2 separate regions of the Choristoneura fumiferana genome follow, and region 2 is linked to region 1. Evidence: chromatin contacts called from public Hi-C data. All regions are on one chromosome and are shown on one strand. Each heading gives the region's core, a stretch centred on a gene start, on an enhancer-like site or on the middle of the called end of the contact. The rest is flanking DNA. Distances are from core to core; before and after follow the strand shown. Region 1 holds the start of ND-75 (NADH dehydrogenase (ubiquinone) 75 kDa subunit). Region 2 holds the start of mTor (serine/threonine-protein kinase Tor).

Region 1 (5,461 bases), core at 2,354-4,853:
GTCGGTAGGCAAATGGCTTCAGTTCTGTAACTCTCCATACCTGCATGTCGCTTCCTCTGCCCGTGGTGCCAAAGTCGTCGACGCCGGCCACCTCTGAGGCGAACCGGATGCAGCGAGTGCAGTGGATGCAACGCGTCATAATCGTCTTAATCAGGGGCCCTACGTCCTTGTCCTCTACAGCCCTACACAAAACCAAGAAGACATATTTGATAAAATTGTTATGAATAATATTAATTCAGATCCAGTCACCTTTATAGCCAGGAGGGAGTCATATGGAAAGTTTTTCTAAAATAAAACATCAAAACTTATTAAAAGTAAAATAACATTAATCAAATAAAAAAACCGGCCAAGAGCGTGTCGGACACGCCCAAAATAGGGTTCCGTAACCATTACGAAAAAATTAAGTAATATTTTTCTAAGGATTTCGTATTTTATACGGAATCTTCCAAGTTTAGGTATATTTTATACCTTAGGCTGCTATTTACTCTTAAACTACTTATAATTCTCAAGCAAACTTAGCCGTTATAATTTTCCTTGAAAGTTTGTTATACTTACTACCATCCTGAATTTTTTCAAATTTTTCCACCCACCAGTTTAGATTTTAGAGGGGGGGACGCTCGATTTTCATGAAAATTTGCACTTGAAAGTTGAATATTTCGCAAACAAATCACTGAATCTAAAAATCGTCTTAGCAAACCCCTAATGGTTTTAAAAGACCTATCCAACGATACCCCACACTATAAGGTTGGATGAGAAAAAAAAACACCCCCACTTTACGTCTAAGCTTTCTAGCATTGATAGTCCCTGAGCAAAGCCGCGGACGGACAGACAGACAGACAGACAGACAGACAAACATGGCGAAACTATAAGGGTTCAGTTTTTGCCATTTTGGCTCCAGAACGCTAAAAACGACTCCTGTTTTGTCACAGAAAAATATTAATTTTAGTAAAATAAGTTTTAAGTTGTCCTAAATTCACTTAAGTCGTAGTGTAGGGCGTCCGGAGGCACAGTGGACGAACGACCTTAAGAGGGTCGCTGGCGGCGGATGGATGCGAGGGGCTGAAGACAGTGTTGTGGCGCGCCATGGAAGAGGCCTATGTCCAGCAGTGCCCAGGGCCCAGGGACCAGGGAGGTCATTACCCCCAATGAACCCTGCCCCCCTCCTGGATGAGCCCTTGGATTCAGAACATCAACCATGATTTACACTAACCTCTTTCCTGAGAAATGGATGTCGGTAAAGCGACTCTTGTCAGATCCAAAAGCCATAGACTGATCCTGGAGGTCACATTCACCACCCTGGTCACAAATAGGACAATCCAAAGGATGGTTCACAAGCAAGAACTCCATGACACCCTCGCGAGCTTTCCTAGTGAGGTCCGAGTTGGTCTTCACCCTCATGCCTTTCATCACTGGCATGGCACAGGCAGCGACAGGTTTGGGAGACCTCTCAACTTCAACAAGACACATCCTGCAGTTGCCAGCTACAGCCAGCCGCTCATGGTAACAGAATCTAGGGATCTCCACGCCAACTTGTGCTGCAGCCTATAAAATAATTAAAGATGTAAAATAATGAATAATAATTTTTTTATGGTCTAATGACATATCTCAAACATTATTTTCTCAAGGCCACTTAGTTATTTAAGGGTGGATCAACTATTTCTTGATGTTATTCTGTCCTGTCAGCGAGGGGACAAAAATAGTACAGTAGAAGAAATGTTCTGTCATATTATACTAACATGCTTAAAACTACCACAAAAACGCATGTTTGGCAAATTTTATTCCTATAAACTTACGGTTTAAAGAGTGACTCAGGAGAATGTAACTAGCAATGAGTGACAAGAAAAAGTTGATCGACCCATAGCCTCCTGGGTCCCCCCATCCTCACTTGAGGACATAAAAAAAAATAACTACTTGATTGATGTTTGGTTCAAATTGTGAAAACAGAAATTTTACGTCAAAATTAATAATAATTAAATATGATGGTGATGTTATGGGTACCAGGCAACAAATAAACTAAGTACTTAAAGAGATAGATGGGCCAATCAACTTTTTTACCGACACTAATCTGTCTGCAACATTTTTCAAACAAAAAAACTGCAATTTTTGTAAGTAAACATGTTTGTCTGTAATTTAATAGATGGTGTACACGAATAAATGCCATCCTATGTAAGTTCAACCTATTAAACCATGAAATATCTTGTTGGAAGTACAATTTTTTGGTAACGCCAGAGACAATTTGGTAACACAGGAGACGCCCAAAGTGTCAGTAAAATAGTTAATTGGCCCAGATACATACTTAAATAGGTCCATATTGAACTTCCAAGACTTGATAAACAAACATTCATATTTTTCATACATAATCATAATACAGGAGATCAACCCCCAAACCTCAAGCTTTGTAGCCAGATTCTCTAACAACTATAATAGCTTTTTTTTAACCCAATTAGTGGTCCCCAAGGGTAAAAGCCTTCTCCATCTTTTTCCACATTTCTTTGTCCAGAGCAATATTCATCCAGTTTTTTCCAGCTGTTTTTATGAAGTCTTTTTGCCTTGCCACACTTCTTTTTTCTACTTCTAAATTGATAACCCACTTATGATTGATGATTGGTATGGCTCTTATAATTGATATGGCAGAATATGGAACACTCTTGCAAGTGGCTGCATGCGGAGGGATTGGAGACTGCTGGGAGAGCCTTTGCCAACAGGCACACAGATGCCGAACATTGATACTTTTACTGTTAGGATATTATTATTTTGTATTTGCATCTGAACTAAGAAGCTTATTAAATAAAATTGTGATTGATGATTTAATAAATTAACAAAAGAGTATGAGCTTCTGTTACAATCATACCTATATATACAAACAAATTTGATGCTATTTGTTAATTATTAACTCCCAATTGTATTTTACAAAATAAGACTTTTTTTCTATAATTAACTGCAGAATAATGAACGAGGAGTCATAGGGGTTTCAAGAGTTCAAGTTTAGCAATACAACTGGTAACACACAACATCAGATCATTACCTGCAAGACAGTGGTGCCCGGAGCAACATACACAGGTTTGTCGTCAATGAAGAGTTCGACTTTGTCGGGCTGCGCCGGCACTTGGTCGGCGAAACGGCGCGTCGCGAGCGGCGTCACACGGGGTGCGCCCAGCGCGAGCGCCCGGGTAAGCGGCTGGCGCAGCATTCTGTGCACAACACACCAAATCAACCTCAACAACTAACTTACGCAAACACAGACTAACGACCACTTTAAGCACCTATAAACGTTCAGTATGATTCTCACACTAAGCGTCTTGTATGTATTAGTGTAAAAGTCCCAAATTACAAGATTTTACCGAGATAATTACACAAAATTATCTGTTATTGTTACATAAGTTTCGAACGTATAACCTAAATAATAAATATTATGTTGCTATAGTGTAAACAGTAACAACAAAATGATTTGAAACAAATTGATGATTATAAATATTACGATGAATTACGTCGTTTTTTTGTAAAAATCGTACCCAAAAATACAAATTACAAATTTCGATTAGTTGGATTGAAGTGACAGATCAAAGAACTGTCATTAGGTAAATCTGTTCGAGTCGAGGTCGAGACTTCGAGTAACCATAAAAGCCATCTACACAGCTAAAGAGAACAAAGAGTCAACAAAATTTGTCAAAGCTTGGCTTAAGCTTTAAATAGATCATATATCACGATTCATTATCAACCAATTTTATTTTTAATTGTATTACAAAAATTAGATAATTTTAGAATAAAATGCAAAATATTAATTAAAATTGGGTCACAGCGGTTTTAAAAACCACTTGAACAGCTTTGAATCATACAATCGATCTAGCAATCGAATGAAAAAGCAAAAATAATCGATTCAAAAATATGCGGTAAATGACGATCCCTACATCCCTTTATTTGCTTACTCTCTCTGTAATTTTTTTTTGTCCCTTTCCTTCTTTCTTTCATTTGCTCTTTGCCGGGCCGTGTGGTTGAGCGAACAAATCAGTTTATAATCCATAAAAAATGGCATTCGGAGACGTTAAAACCGCTCAGGGTCTCAATGAACTGAACAAATATTTAGCTGAGAAAAGTTATGTGTCCGGGTACGTACATAAAATACTAACCTATGTGCATAACCTAAAGAGTACACCACGTCAACCCCTTGGTCTTAACCTTGATTATTCGTGACTTACTCGTACTAGCTGAGCGACAGCTGTTTCTTCAAGATTACTTATCGCTCGTGCCCCATATTATCGTTCCTGCATTGTTGAAACTAAGAAAGAACATGAAATATCATCTTATCGGAAACATATTCTAGATGGACACCGTCTCAAGCTGATGTGCAAGTGTTCGAGCAGGTCGGCAAAGCCCCGGCCGGCAGCCTCCCGCACGCGCTGCGCTGGTACAACCAGATCGCGTCGTACTCTGCCGCGGAGCGCAAGGCCTGGGCCGCGGGAGTGAGCCCGCTGAGCGCTGGCGCCAAGCCCACCGCCGCGCCCGCTAAACCCGCTGATGATGATGACGATGATGTCGACCTGTTTGGCTCCGGTGATGAGGAGGAGGTAAATAATACTAGCTTCTAGTCTTTAATAATTTTACATAAAATCCATTTATCATGAGCTTGAAAGTGAAGAAAAACATCGTAAGGAAATCTGCAGACACAATATTCAATTGTGTGTGAAGTTCCCACTTTTCATTGGGCCTGCGTGGGAACTATGGCCCAACCCCTCTCGTTTTGAGAGGCTTGTTCACTGCAGTGGGACAGATATAGGCAGAGATGATTTTTTTTCCCCTGTTTAACCTGCAATCAGTCTTCTAGACTACAATCAGGTGGGTTACTAGAGGTTGGGGTTTGGCAAGGCAGAGCCACTGCTCCGTCTCCCATTAGTAAGGCAGCACATCAGCTCCCTTGAGTCTTTTAAGGGGCAAACATGATGAAATTCCATTTGTTGACTGCCTATTTATTTATTACAACTGGTGGTAATGATTTTTATTGATTTTATCTATATGAGAGAAATAATAAATAAGGTTTAAATTAGGTGGCTGTGCTATTTCCAACATAATGCAAACACTGATATATATTATCCTTATTTCCAGGATGCGGAAGCTGCAAGAGTCAGAGAAGAACGCCTGAAGGCATACTCTGAGAAGAAATCCAAAAAGCCCGCCCTTATTGCCAAGTCATCAATTCTCCTTGATGTCAAGCCTTGGGATGATGAAACTGACATGAAGGAGCTGGAGAAACATGTCCGCTCTGTTGTAATGGACGGTCTCCTGTGGGGTGCCTCCAAACTAGTACCTGTAGGTTACGGCATCCACAAACTGCAGATCATGTGCGTGATCGAAGATGACAAGGTCTCCGTCGACCTCCTCACAGAAACAATCCAAGAGTTTGAAGATTTCGTCCAGTCTGTTGACATTGCCGCATTCAACAAGATCTAAACCAAGCCAGTAAATT
Region 2 (5,088 bases), core at 298-2,797, 160 kb after region 1:
TTCTTTGGTTGGTATGTCTTCAAAAGACAGCATAGCTTCTTCATAGCACTGCATATACCACTGGGGCTTTGCTGTTGATTGCTTGGCTGTTTCTCTCTGTGTTGTTACTACAAAACCAGCTCTTAGGGCTTTTGCAGCAGCTTCCCGGATTTGAGGTTTAGGGTCTTTCAATGCTATTAGTATGTGATCAAAAAACCCTGATACTTGTTGATAGAAGTAGGTAGGCATAGCAATAGCCATTTCCTTTAGAAGCAGTACTGCAGAGTGGCGTCTTCCTTCATTCCTTTCTTCCGAGAGCCATTCAAATGCCCTTTTGACCTCAAAGTCGACATACTCGGCTCTCTTGACTCCAGACACTGTAGCCAGCCTGCCAACAGTCTTAGCTGCTAGTTCCATCACACCCACATCAGATGACGGCAGTAGATTCCGAAGGTAATTGGCAAACCTGGTTATGCGCGTTTTTGTTGTATCACAGTCACCTCCAATAAGACACACTGAAATGTAAAGTCAAAGTAATGGAGTTTGTCTCTTTGAAAGGCATTCTGTACAACTATGGCTTATAGTTAATACCACTTACTTATCCTTACTAGTATATGGGTGAATACCAAAAAGTTGCACACCGATAAAGCTGCATTAGCAGGTAGTTATAATTTCCATTAACTTTTTCCATTGTGACACGAAAATTATCCATACAAATGTATGATTAATCGTGCTAATGCAGCTTTAACGGTGTGCAACTTTTTGGTCTTCACCCATATATTCCTGCTGAAGGGCTACAGACATCATCATCAGCATACAAAATAATTTGAATTCCTCATATTTAAGGATATAGATAATGTTTAGCAGGGCTTTTAGGGCAAGGGTTAAAGGTCATTATTTAAATTTACAATGTGCTATAAAATAAATGTTAGGTCCAAATCTCACAGTCACAGCTGATATTAATACAAACATCTTTATTCAAAGATCGGCAAGACAAACTAAAATGCGTCACTCGTTACATTTGGAAATTAAAAAAGTACTTAGATTATAACCAAAGTAAAAGCATATGGATTTAAAAAATCAGTTTACATTTCGACCCTTTTTATTTTTATCTTTAGCATTTTACTGTTCTGTGTGGTCTTCAAAACATCCTAATAAATACTAAAGGTGAATACGCACCGATGGCGAGCACCCCCCCTTTCTTTTCGTGCACATCGCTGCTGGAAACCATCTCGAAGATTTGGTGATTGAATTCATCCAGGAACTGTGTTAGCTCATCTTGGGGCACTTCACGCAGCTCTGTTTTCGCATAGTGGTACAGCTCCCGCGCTGTCTTTATCTGCAAGTCTACATTGCGAGACTTCAGTCCCGCAACGAACTGGACCACTTGGTTAGACATGGTTGAGAAGAGTATATGCACGCGGTTACATCACAGATTAGCTTAGTCCATTATGTAGATGCACCAATCCATCCACTCCTGGATTAATTTACTGCCTAATCAATTCTAAACAAAATAAAAATAAACTCTGAATATTTCGGCCGTATTTTTGACAGTGTCTGTCTGTGACAGTCTGTGTCTCTGAAATGACAAGTAAAGCAAAGCTCATAGAAAAAAAAATTGGCTAGTGTTGTACTTGAATCATGTCGTCGTTAAAATAAATTCGTTCACATGCGATGCGAACCGATTATCGATTGTTGATGCTGTCAGTTCATATCATAGACTAGTAGTGTTCCGTCATAAAAAAAATCTATGGTTACATGGCCGATATTTCATTTCATTCATTTGTAGCTTCCTTTTCTGTCGTATAAATGATTATCTATATACGGGTGGTCGTCGTTGAAGATTTTCGTATAAATTGTTAAATGAAGGTGCTATAAGCGTTGATTTTATGAAAAAGCTGTAGGTTATAAATTGTTAAATAATGATCTTACTCGAGATCAATAATAGAATTATAGAAGATACGCTAACAGTAAAATATAAAAATGCACTGGCGCGGTGAGTACGTTACGCTTAGAAAGTAGCTGTTTTTGTAATCGTGATGTGTTTTTGTGCAGTGTTTGTGCGTGTGCATAAATTTAGTATGGTATTGTGATTCGGGCCCCACTTTCTAACCGGGAGTTGACCGCTATTATAACCCCTTTCCGGGAGTAAGTTGTACTTGACAAGTGTCAAATTCCTGGGGTGGGCCCACGTTGGCCGTCGTGTATCAGGAGCAATGGTATCTACTGCAATACTGTGGTGTCCTGTCCTGGAGTGAAGTGATTCGGCGCGCCGTCACCGCCTATCGCAGTGTGGATGAGTCATTCTCTCAGTACCTACCTACTGGCGGCGCGCGGATATGATCATCAAGTGTTTTGGATGCCACTGAACCCTTAGTAAACAATGCAATGCACTCGATATTCGAGACTGATATGCTTGCTTGCCACAATGAATTGACTTTATCTGCCTCACAGGATGTGGCCCTGACCAATTTTAATAGTTTTATTTTATTTCAGCTTAAAGCCAGAATCTATAGATGTAACGGTCGCAGATTTTGATGGAGTGCTTTTTCATATATCCAATGTAAATGGAGACAAAACCAAAGTTAGGGTATGTGTACATTATAAATACTTATTTAGATACCTATTGAAATCTAATTCCATTCACAATTAGATCTGGTACAGTCTACTACAAAAAGATCAATATATGGCTAAAGTTACAAAATTATAAATGAAACTTTATTGACTTGACATTAAGATTATATATACTTTTGTAACTTTGGTCATATCAATGTCTTTGGAGTTGACTGGACAAAGTTATGACTCAATAGTGTCAGGATATGATAAGCTTCTTACCAAAAGTAACCTACACATAAATATAAATTGGGTTTTCATTTAAAATTAGATATAAGAATATAGGAAATCTCTAGATGTTAGTACCAACAATTTGGCATCAAATCCAACCAACATAATGTTTACTGTGAGAATGTTGTCATCATCATCCCAGCCTATATACGTCCCACTGCTGGGCTCAGGCCTCCTCTCAGAACAAGAGGGCTGAGGGCTGGGTGAGAATGTTGTACCCGAATAAAAATTAGCCTCTGTACATCCTAAATAATCCACACAATGTTTTGCCAAGTTTCATCAAGACTGGTTCAGTAATTGCTGTGGAAAGATTACAAATGGACAAACAGACTTCACACTTGGTCATGATAATGGCATGCTGTTATTGCCAGCAGGTATAATCTATGAAAATAAGTTTTTGGTAAAAAAAAAACATTTTTAATACAAGCTTTTTTCTGACTACTTTTTGTTGTCTGTACTTGCATTGTCACCCAAAGTACATTTGCATACAAAATTTCAAGTTGATGCCATTAACCGTTGAAGAGTTCCGTCCAGCAAAGATGATCCTAGCCAGACTACCAGGATGTCACTACCAGATTATTGTATTGTCATACAATTGACATAAGTATGCCAAATTTTAAAACTATCCGACTACTAGAAGTGGGTCAAATTTAACTTGCAAGATTTGACCTGCACATACATAGATACATACAAGATACATTCAGTCAAAGTCGAATATCTTTATTCAATTTAGGCTAAAACAAGCACTTATGAATGTCAAAATTGCAATTGCAAGTTAAATACAAACTTAAAAAAAAACTGTGCTAATTTTGACAAATTCATTTTTAATGCAACTCCTGTAATAGGTATCAAGATAAATCTGCCAAATTTCAAGTGACTGTCATAAGTGATGTAGCATGAGTGTTTTCTGTCAGTCAGTCATAGTACTATACAAATTCGTAGAATTCATAGATATAGGTGAACTATGAATGAAAATTTAGACTTGGTTTTGCTTGCAACTTTGTCCTGAAAGAATTCATTTATCACACACTTATGGGAACTATACAGTTTTGCAGGATAAAAACTATCCCATTACAATATAGCTATAACTAGCAGCTAGACCTAGCACTTATTACCAAATTAATAGTTAAATTGTTTAATTCTGTTCTCAGGTTAGTATATCACTGAAGTTCTACAAGCAGTTAGAGGAACATGGGGCAGATGAACTCCTGAAAAGAGTTTACGGACCTCTCCTCACAGAGCCCGAGTCAGGTACAAGCTCCTATTATGAATCTACAACAACTTTTGCAATAGACATCAATCATACATTCTTTGTGTTGTGTTGTTGCTATATACTAGTTTGCTAGCTTCTCGTATCAGAGGTAGTTGCACTCTGATTTACTTAATGTCATACTTTAGCTTTAGTACATAGGTCCCTAGTGGGCATTGGAGCATTTTGTGGGGGCAGTAGCATCCAAAGGCAATTTGGTATTGTGTGATATTAGACAGCCATATAAAATTTGGTATAATCAGTCACTATTATGTAAAGGGGTTTTCAAATTTTTTGTAAAGGAGCAGTAGTCCATAAAAGGTTGGGGACCACTCTAGCATCTTCAATTCCATGCATTCAGGCCTGGACTAATGATTTTGCGACCGGAAGAGTTTTATAATGTGAATTTTAATTAGCAATCCATTTTGATTATATGTATTGTATAATTGCCAAATGCTTTTAACAAAAACTGATTCTCCCTTGTGTCAATAAAAGTGCTATGGGATCATCAGTAGTATCAATAGAGGCATACACAATTTAATTTTAGAAAGTGAATTATATAAGTGAGCATGTGAAGTAGTTCTTATGTCAGCATTATATCACACACAATAATTCTTCATTACCAGTTGCCTGTTTGCATGTGCTTTAAGGAAGCAACTATTCTGTTTTAAAATAATTTTCCTTAAATCCAATTAGAAACTAAGGATAATTAAATTCCGTCAAATCAATTAAAACTAAAATAAATGGTTCAATATAATATGCAATATATCCTGTTTGTGAATCATGCAAGTGCATGAATAATATAAAAATGTAAAAAGTAAATGTATTTATGTAGCAAAAACGCTGGTGATAAGATTAAACTTATTGTTGCTCATAGACATTAACATTGATAAGATTAATAACATATCTGTTAGTTTTGGTTATTTTTTACCAAGTTTCCATAATATACTATCTAAATTTCGTTAATAAATTGCTAGCAGCACATGCATTCAGAGTAATTCACTGTTAATGCTTTA

What was found. Hi-C and Micro-C count contacts between places; a contact is called where the count stands out from the background.
Region 2: a Hi-C map of whole pupa shows a contact between it and region 1, with 2.4 times the contacts expected there. The contact joins the promoter of mTor here to the promoter of ND-75 in region 1. A contact is called at or near these places in 2 of 2 Hi-C or Micro-C datasets (both in whole pupa).

The regions. Positions count from the first base shown.
Region 1 is chr23:13,306,193-13,311,653 of NRCan_CFum_1, forward strand. ND-75 (NADH dehydrogenase (ubiquinone) 75 kDa subunit) reads right to left here and starts at 3,604. Exons shown (of 14, transcript XM_074105726.1): 1 at 3,513-3,604; 2 at 3,026-3,191; 3 at 1,211-1,542; 4 at 41-182. The coding sequence starts at 3,190. It overlaps eEF1beta (elongation factor 1-beta), which reads left to right and starts at 3,949. Exons shown (of 3, transcript XM_074105733.1): 1 at 3,949-4,106; 2 at 4,322-4,565; 3 at 5,101-5,461. The coding sequence starts at 4,027. The coding sequence ends at 5,445.
Region 2 is chr23:13,468,427-13,473,514 of NRCan_CFum_1, forward strand. It overlaps mTor (serine/threonine-protein kinase Tor), which reads right to left and starts at 1,548. Exons shown (of 14, transcript XM_074105966.1): 1 at 1,159-1,548; 2 at 1-494. The coding sequence starts at 1,378. It overlaps LOC141440640 (actin-related protein 2/3 complex subunit 2-like), which reads left to right and starts at 1,735. Exons shown (of 8, transcript XM_074105157.1): 1 at 1,735-1,975; 2 at 2,476-2,569; 3 at 3,975-4,074. The coding sequence starts at 1,902.